2 separate regions of the Zea mays genome follow, and region 1 is linked to region 2. The links are chromatin contacts, called in public Hi-C maps. All regions are on one chromosome and are shown on one strand. Each heading gives the region's core, a stretch centred on a gene start, on an enhancer-like site or on the middle of the called end of the contact. The rest is flanking DNA. Distances are from core to core; before and after follow the strand shown. Region 1 holds the start of LOC100280366 (C2H2-like zinc finger protein). Region 2 holds the start of LOC100193731.

The links. A called contact is a pair of places that touch in the nucleus more often than the background predicts.
Region 1: a Hi-C map of tassel shows a contact between it and region 2, with 4 times the contacts expected there. The contact joins the promoter of LOC100280366 here to the promoter of LOC100193731 in region 2. A contact is called at or near these places in 17 of 25 Hi-C or Micro-C datasets (bundle sheath, ear, endosperm and 4 more) and 2 of 3 datasets of contacts at active chromatin or transcription factors (leaf and seedling).

The regions. Positions count from the first base shown.
Region 1 is chr2:216,313,474-216,317,396 of Zm-B73-REFERENCE-NAM-5.0, forward strand. It overlaps LOC100280366 (C2H2-like zinc finger protein), which reads left to right and starts at 1,732. Exons shown (of 1, transcript NM_001153292.1): 1 at 1,732-3,360. The coding sequence starts at 1,997. The coding sequence ends at 3,145. LOC103647811 (a long non-coding RNA gene) reads right to left here and starts at 1,151. Exons shown (of 2, transcript XR_563066.2): 1 at 1-1,151.
Region 2 is chr2:216,177,983-216,182,199 of Zm-B73-REFERENCE-NAM-5.0, forward strand. It overlaps LOC100193731, which reads right to left and starts at 2,018. Exons shown (of 8, transcript NM_001138819.1): 1 at 1,680-2,018; 2 at 1,473-1,553; 3 at 270-344; 4 at 40-142. The coding sequence starts at 344. LOC103647809 (a long non-coding RNA gene) reads left to right here and starts at 1,690. Exons shown (of 3, transcript XR_563056.4): 1 at 1,690-2,144; 2 at 2,357-3,983; 3 at 4,116-4,217.

The DNA.
Region 1 (3,923 bases), core at 482-2,981, 140 kb after region 2:
AGTTATCTTTTCACTGTTTTCTGAAGAGCGTGGGCGATATCCTGGAGAGCGTGGGCGAGGATCGAGAGCAAGACCGATTACCCCGTCGATGGAAACCTCAATCAGATCCATGTGAGCAGATAGGACCGTGGGCGAGGACAGATTACCCAGATCCATGGAGAGTGTGGGCGAGGATTGAGAGCGAGGGTCGCGATCTGGGTCGCGTCAGCAGGGATTGCGTGAGAGAGGAGAGTGGATCTGGGGGGAGGTCGCGCCTTCCATGGACGACGGAGCCGCGAAGATTGGGATGTCGCGGACGAGCCTTACATGGAGAGTCGGGGCGACGATCTGGGGTGCGGTCGCGGGGTATTCGAGATTCGCGGCCCGGCCACCACGCGCCCTCCATGGAGAGCGACGATCTGGGGCGATTAGAGAGGAGATCGGTGGTGGCTGCTGGCTGGGATTTGCGACCGCTTGGTGTGCGGGAGAGAGAGGAGAGTGGGGCGGCGATCTGGGGCGAGGGGAGAGAAGATGCACCACAATTTCAGTTTGGATAAGGGAAAAAGAAAAACCACCTGACAACACGGGCTAGATCCCGAAGAGCACGATGGTCCCAACGAGCAGCGGACACAGGTCAGTGACGGTGCACGAGACGACCTTGTCGCCGGTGAAGATGTAGCTGAGCTTGTCCCTGAGCAGGAACGTGACGAGTACAACTATCCCTGAAACGAATATCGACAGGGTGAGATTTGAGGCTGGAGCGAGGGACGAGGATGGCCATGGAGCCGAGATGCCGGGATCTGGAGGAAGCGTAGCTAGGGTTTAATTGAGCAGGGTGCGGTTGAGCGAGATTGGAGGGCGGAAGAGAGCGGCGCGCAGACGCGAGATTGGCGGGCGGTAGAGAGCGACGCGTAGACGAACCTTCCATTAACAGCTCGGAGGCGGACCTTCCCCGACCCAAATCGAATATGCGTGGTCCTCACCGCGCGCCATTACAGGAGAGGGAGGACGCGAGAACGACGGGGCGAGGGCGAGGGCGGAGGGCCGCGGACGCGCTGATGGCATGAGGTGAGGAGGCGAGATGGATGGGGTAGCGGAGGGGAGCGCGGGGATGGGATCAGCGGCTGCGCGCTGGGAGTTGCGCGAGATCCACGCTTGGCGTGCTGGCGGGGGCGGGATTGCAGGGAAGGGACGGCGCTGGCGGGGGCGGGATGCAGGGAAGGGACGGCGCGGGCGGAGGCGGGATAGCAGGGAGGAAGACGGCGCGGGCGCGGGCGGGGGCTGGAGCGGGGGCACGGTGAGGGTGGTGGACGCCCTCGCTCCAACCTTAAGGTGTAGTAGAGATTCTATCGATAGAGAAGAACCGTTCCTAGTGTAATACCTCATGAATTTCGTGAATAATGAGTCTATATATAGACCAAATTTACCCATGGCATGTATAGAGTTATCACAACAGCTGGTATCACGCAATCCGCTACTACTACCCAAGAAAAAACCTCTGTCTGACACATTCAAAGCTGTGATGCTGCTACAGAGCCACGTGTCATCTACGTAGATTTAACACCACATCAGACTATGATGTGGCAGCCCTTCCACGTTGGAGGCCCTCTTTTTTCTTCTAAAGTAACCCACCACCTGTCTCCATTGCAGGCAGGGCCCATCAGCCCATGTGGTTCTCTTCTCTCTCCTATCGGTTTTTAACTTTGCTTCCATGCATGGATTCCTCCTCCCCCAACTCCCCAAGGCCCCAACCGCACCCGTCGCCCCAACAAAACCTCCGAGCAGATCACGACCTCCGCTAGCTTCGTCATCCCGCTTAACCACACCACACCATCCTACCTTTCCTCACCTCTCACTCTTTCAGCACTCTGCTTGCCTAACGCTTGCTCCCCCCACCTCCCACTCCCAGATCGCGCCGCGGATCCTCCTCGCGATCGCGTCCTGAACTCCTGATGGCTACCAGGTCGGTTTCCTGATCCCTCGATCCTCAATCAGTTTCACGGCTTCTCGCTTATTGATGGATGTCGTGGAGCTCGATGCGGCGAGGCATGGATGCAAGGTCTGCGGAAAAAGCTTCCTGTCCGGCCGGTCGCTCGGAGGACATATGAGATCGCACATCTCGCTCGGCGAGGCAGCGCTGGAGGTTCACGCCGCCGACGAGCTGACGCCTGTTTCGTCGAATGGTGGCCGGGGCTGTGACGGACTGGTCGCGTACGGGCTGAGGGAGAATCCCAGGAAGACTCGGCGCCTATCCGACTTTGCTGACGAGAAGGATGTCGGCCATGGCGTTGAGTGCGGGAAGTCGTGGAAGTCTTTGTTCGGCCACATACGCAATCATGCGTCCGGCGACAGGTATCACGACGTCGACGACGACGAGGACGTGGAAGAGGATGAATTCTCTGTAGAGGAGGGGGAAGCAGAGGAAGCAGAAATGGTGAAGCCGACGGAGGCGCCTGTGGCGGCTCTGACGGTGCTGTCGGCGTCCCCTAGGCGGAGGCGCCGATCGATGCGCGTGGCGGCTCCGCCGCCGCGGGTGCTGAGTGGGCTCGAGAAAGAGACTGAAGACGTCGCGCTCTGTCTACTGATGCTCTCGCGCGACACCGGTATGTGTAGCTCGCCGGCCAAGAACGAGACTTTGGAGAGCGCAAAGAAGATCAAGATCAAGATCAAGGGCGGCGTCGCCAAGAACAGGAAGCGAGCTTCCCGGAAGAATCAACACGATCCCGTGCCCGTGGCGCCGAAGCGGACCCGGTACGAGTGTCCGGGATGCCGCAAACTGTTCAGCTCGTATCAGGCGCTCGGCGGCCATCGCGCGAGCCACAAGCGCATGAACGCCAGCTGCAGCTCCCCTAAGAATAAGATCACTCCCGCCGCGTCCTCCGCGCCGCCGGAGCCAAGCACCGAGACGTACACGTCGTTCAACACGATGTCCCCCTCCGCGTCACCGGACTCGGTGGCCATCGGCTTCGGCAAGCCCAAGGACGACGAGGCGGTGCCCGACGCGGAGTTGGAGCACAAGCGGTCGCATCTGATGTCCTGCGAGTCCAACGGCGTCGATCTCTACTATGTCGCCGGCGCCGGCGCAGACCATCAGGAGCAGCATTCAGCAGTCGCCGACGGGTTACTTGATCTCAACTTCCCACCGGCTGCAGCGGAGGAGACCTGAACCAAGTTTGCCGCGAAGTGATGAATGTGGGGCTCTGTACAGATTCATCCAATTCAATTTATTTTTTTCCCCCAAGCTTACCAAGGGAGTCTTGAAGCAGGAGTCGGGTTTTCTATCAGGTTATTACTTCAATGGTTTTAGCATTTCTGTTCTTCAGTACACTAGATCAATAAGACTGCCTATGATGATGATATCCCGAGGTGCTTCAGTTTAGCAGATGCTAAGATTAGCTCGAAAGCTACCCATCTGTTTACTCGGTCAGTTTTGTTATTTTTAACTTCGCCAACTGGTAGCCTTTGCTCTGCTCCTGCTTTTGCTCACCAACCTGAGGTGTGAGGTCTACCTTGTGCTTGTGCGAGGCTGGAGCCGATTGGTTGCCCCGAAGTAACCAATTGCTTCAGCCGCTGCATGCCCAGTGTACTACGGTACTGTCACGCTACAGGTTGGTGTGGCTCTGCAAACTACGGTTCACTTCGTACCAGAGAGTGAGAGAGGGAACTGGGAAGCAAGCAACGAGAGTACGGTACTGCACTGCACCTCTCTCTCTCTCTCTCTCTCTCTCTCTCTCTCTCTCTCTGACAGACAGACAGACAGCGAAGCAAAGCAACGCTACTATGCGTAAAGGTTAGAAGCCGTTGTGTTGTGCAAGCTAGATCAATGGAGCCAGGTATCGAGTATGTGAGCCTGCTAGGTGCCAGCTGAAACAGCAGGGAGCAGCTTCAAGCAAGGAGAGGGGGAGGGGCCGGAAGGGTACAGTGATGGAAGCTCCGGAGCTGCA
Region 2 (4,217 bases), core at 768-3,267:
GCCAGACCAACGAGAAACAGAACAATTACTAGTGCATACCAATTTCCTGATAGCAGTTCATCAATTCTGTTTCTAATTTTTCAACATAATGCCTGTCCTTCTGGCACACCCAAGTGGCTGAATTTTTGTCGAGCTGTACTTTCTGCATTATTAACAATATTATGAACTCAACCGGAACAAATTAATGACACAAATTTACGTTTTTCTTACATTATTCAAATGTGAAACACCTTAAAATATTACATAAAGGAACTATAGAATCATGGTACCTCTTTATTCTTTTCTTTTCTATGAAGAATCTTTGCACCATTAGCAGGATAATGGCCGTTGGAGCTACTAGACATCTGCAGTAGCGCACAAAAAACTGAGAATGCAAAAATGATGCTAAGCTAAAATGGCATCTAGTATATAGTAAGTTATAACACATGGTGAAGATGTCACTAGAGCACCACTATCATTGTAAAGTGAAGAGGATTTGGAGATTTCCTAGAACATATGAAAACCATGACCTTAAATAGATTCAGATACAATGATGGACATACTACTCTACTCTATAACCCTTTGTCAGATTCAAAGATGTGGGTGGCTAATCTTTGGGCGCGTTTGGTAAATGGTAACAGGAGAGAAATTGACCAGAACAAATGAACCTTTCATGGTTCATTGAAATTGCACCTCCAACAACTGGTAAGCATCCAGCTGAAAATAAATGGGGCAGCTTAAGCTTCTCCAGCTTAATATATGCTAAGCTCGATACCTCATTCATAAAGGAAGGGATTTCAGGAACATCAGGGGAAGAAAGACATATCCCAAACTTGAGACCACCGGCCCGCTTGCTTCATTTCTAAACTTGCAAAGGTCTAAATACCCTCCTACGTAGGTTCTAAATGATTCCCTACCAAGCGCTGTCATCTCACAAGATCCCCGCAATAGGGCGACCAAAATCCACAAGATAAGGTAGGAAGGCAGCAGGTCTGGGGAGCTGACCTGCTACGACGCACGAGCGCGGCCTGCAGTGACGGCTTCGACCGTATCCGTCTCCGGCGATCGTCGGAGAGAGGCGGCTCCGAGGACGAGCACTGGCGTCGGCGCGGGACACGAGGTGACATCCAGCAGGACGACGACTCGAGGACGAAGCCCCAGCCGTGATTTCGCAGCGCTTAAACACGATTCGGAACCCTAATCACCGTTAGCACGGGCCACGGGCCGGGGATAAGGAAAGAGAGAGAGAGACCGACGGAGCCTAGGAGGGAGAAGGATGGACCTTCCTCAGTAAAAACGTCCGCGAAACAGAGACCGTAGGTTGTAGTTGTAGGCCTGGACGAATCGCGGCTCGATAACGGACTCAACTCGATTTATCAGTACTCAACTCGATTTTAGCTCGACTTATTTAAAATGAGTTAAGAGTTGAGCCAATAATTTAGATTGGTTCTTAATAAGTTAAACTCGGGCTGGCTCGTGAGATACTCACGAACCTAACGAGATGTGTAGATGACCTGATCAACTGATCCAGCGATGTGCATGTTCCACTCTAGAAAAGCGGTCCAGTCCAACTCCTGCACAACAGGCCACCGTCACAACCACAATCCATGATGTGTGCACGCAAAGTCTTTCAAGTCCTAACTTCACAAATCTAACTCGAAATCCTAAAGGCTAGAGCACAGAGCCGCATATCGACATACGTCGTCAGTTCGTCACGTGCCGCTACGCCGGCATCGCAGCTCGTAGTCCACCATGGGTCCACGCCACCACCGCACTTCGCAGTCCGCAGCCGCACCATCCGTCCACCTCCACCCCAACTCCGACGCCTAGCCAGCCACCTGCGGCTCTGCTAGATTGCCTCGCCCGCTCAGGTGCTCTCTGCTCAGCAACTCGCGCCCCGTCGCTCAGGTGCTCAGCTTGTCGCGCGCCCACGCCTCACTGGTCACCCGCCCGTCGTGGGCTCGTCACCAACTCACCATGGAGGCCCAAGATCCGGTGTCGCAGACTCGCAGGCACACGAAGGACGTCTGCCAGGACTGCCACCTCGACGAAGTTCTTGTTCTGGATCAGTGAGCAAGCGCACAAAGACCCTAGCTTCCAAGAAGATGACGATGATGGCAAGTAGTACATGTGCATCGTCGGCATCGCAAGTATCCATAGAAAAGGTGTGTCCTCGTGCTATGGTTGTAATCGTTGTTATTGTTTTTATATTAGCTCTGAATGATAATTTCAAATATAGTTGTAATCACTGTTATGGTTGCCTTGATCTGTTATGATTGCTTAGGGTTTAGGATTATATTAAATCTGAATGATCTAATAGGGTTATAATTTCAAATATTTGAAAATAATGTTTCTATTCGTTGCTTCTTTTGTGCAGCAACTCGATGTTGTGATGGAGATGGAGGGGCAAGGGGAGGAGCACGCATGGGAGATTTTGTTGACGGAATCAGAGAACAGTAACTTTGATCTTGACGATGAGAGTCTACCTTCAGCCGATGGAGATGAGTTGTCAAAGACTGAGAAGACAAAGAGGTCGACAGTAGGTACTCGGGTATCCCCCTCCAAATGCAAGGTGAATAGAGTAAAGAGGGCTGGTTGTTGGAAGTATTTTAAGGTGGTCAATGTTGCATCTAGAAAGGAACTTGGAGTTATGGAGACAAAAGCCAAGTGCAAGTTATGTTATAGGTCTTATCTATACCATCAAGGGGGAGTACTACAACACTGAACCGACATCTAGGCAAGTGCACACAGTATTTGAACAACCTGGCACGGGCTAAGAAAAAACTTGCTCAAAGTACTATCCCCTTTACTTTCAATGGTGGAGTTGTTGTTGTTAATCCCACTGAATATGATCATGAGCACACTAGACTTTTGATTGCCAAGATGGTAATTGTCCATTATTATGCATTTAGAATGGTCGAGCATAAATGGTTCAATATCTTGATGAAATGAATGAATAACAACTATAAACCCATTGGAATGAAGACTATTAAAAATGAATGCATGAAGGTTTATGAATCCGAGAAAGAACTGATGAAGAAGAGTCTTAGAGAGGCTGAATCAATAAGTTTAACTACTGATTTATGGACATCAAATCAAAATATTCAGTATATGTGTTTGGTGGCCCATTCTGTTGATTGGATTTTGCAATGTCGTGTTCTGCATTTTATTGAATTGGAGGGATCCTCCACACACTGATATTGTCATTGCTCAGGCTATTTTTGAATGTTTGGTTGAATGGAAAATAGAGGATAAGATCTTGACAATCACTCTTGATAATGCTTCCAACAATGATTCCACTATTACAAATTTGAAGTCCAAGCTTCTTGCTAGGAAGAACTCAACCTTTAACCATGTTTATTTTCATGTCCGTTGTGCTGCCCACATAGTCAATTTGGTAGTGAATGATGGATTGCAGCCAATTGACTCTTTGATAGGTGATATTAGAAACAAAGTGAAGTTCTTTAAGAGGTCTCCAACCCGTATGTACAAGTTTGTAGAAGTTTGCAACCAATATTCTGTGAAAGTAGGACAAGGATTATGCCTTGATGTGAAAACAAGGTGGAGTTCAACATACAAAATGCTAGATTCTTGCCTTGACTATAAGGATGCCTTTGGTTAGTATTCTGAAGTAGACAATAGCTATGAATGGAAACCATCACACTCTCAGTGGCTTTTGTATGACAAAATCAGACCAATATTGGGAACAATGGCATAAGCAACTACTGCTTTTTCAGCATCCAGTTTTAGCACCGGGGTAGGATCCTTGATGATTACATGAGTTCATTGAAGCCAACGACTGTTCAGGCTTTGGTGTGTGCTTCTAGTTGGATATGTGGGTCTCGAGGTTCACCTATTATTGTAATTGTAAGTGTGTGCCATCAATATTTGTAAGTGTGCGGTGGCAACATTTTCGGCTATGTTAAACTTACTTTTAACATTTTTTGCGGGGAAAAGGTGATGACAGTGACATCGATTCTATGGAATTTCCAAAGTGTGTGGTGGTAAGTAATTGTAAGTGTTGCTGTCAAATATAGTTGTATAAGTTAAATACTTATATGAGTCTGTTGCCATTGATGAGTTATCTCATCTGATTTATCACTTGAAATGTATTTTGATTTATTGCTGACTTGTAGAGACATTTGGTGACAAGGACACAAAGGAGAATAGAGATGGAGGAGAGCTGGGAGAGAAGACATGAACATAGGACATATGAGATTAATTTGGTCTAGTTGGTT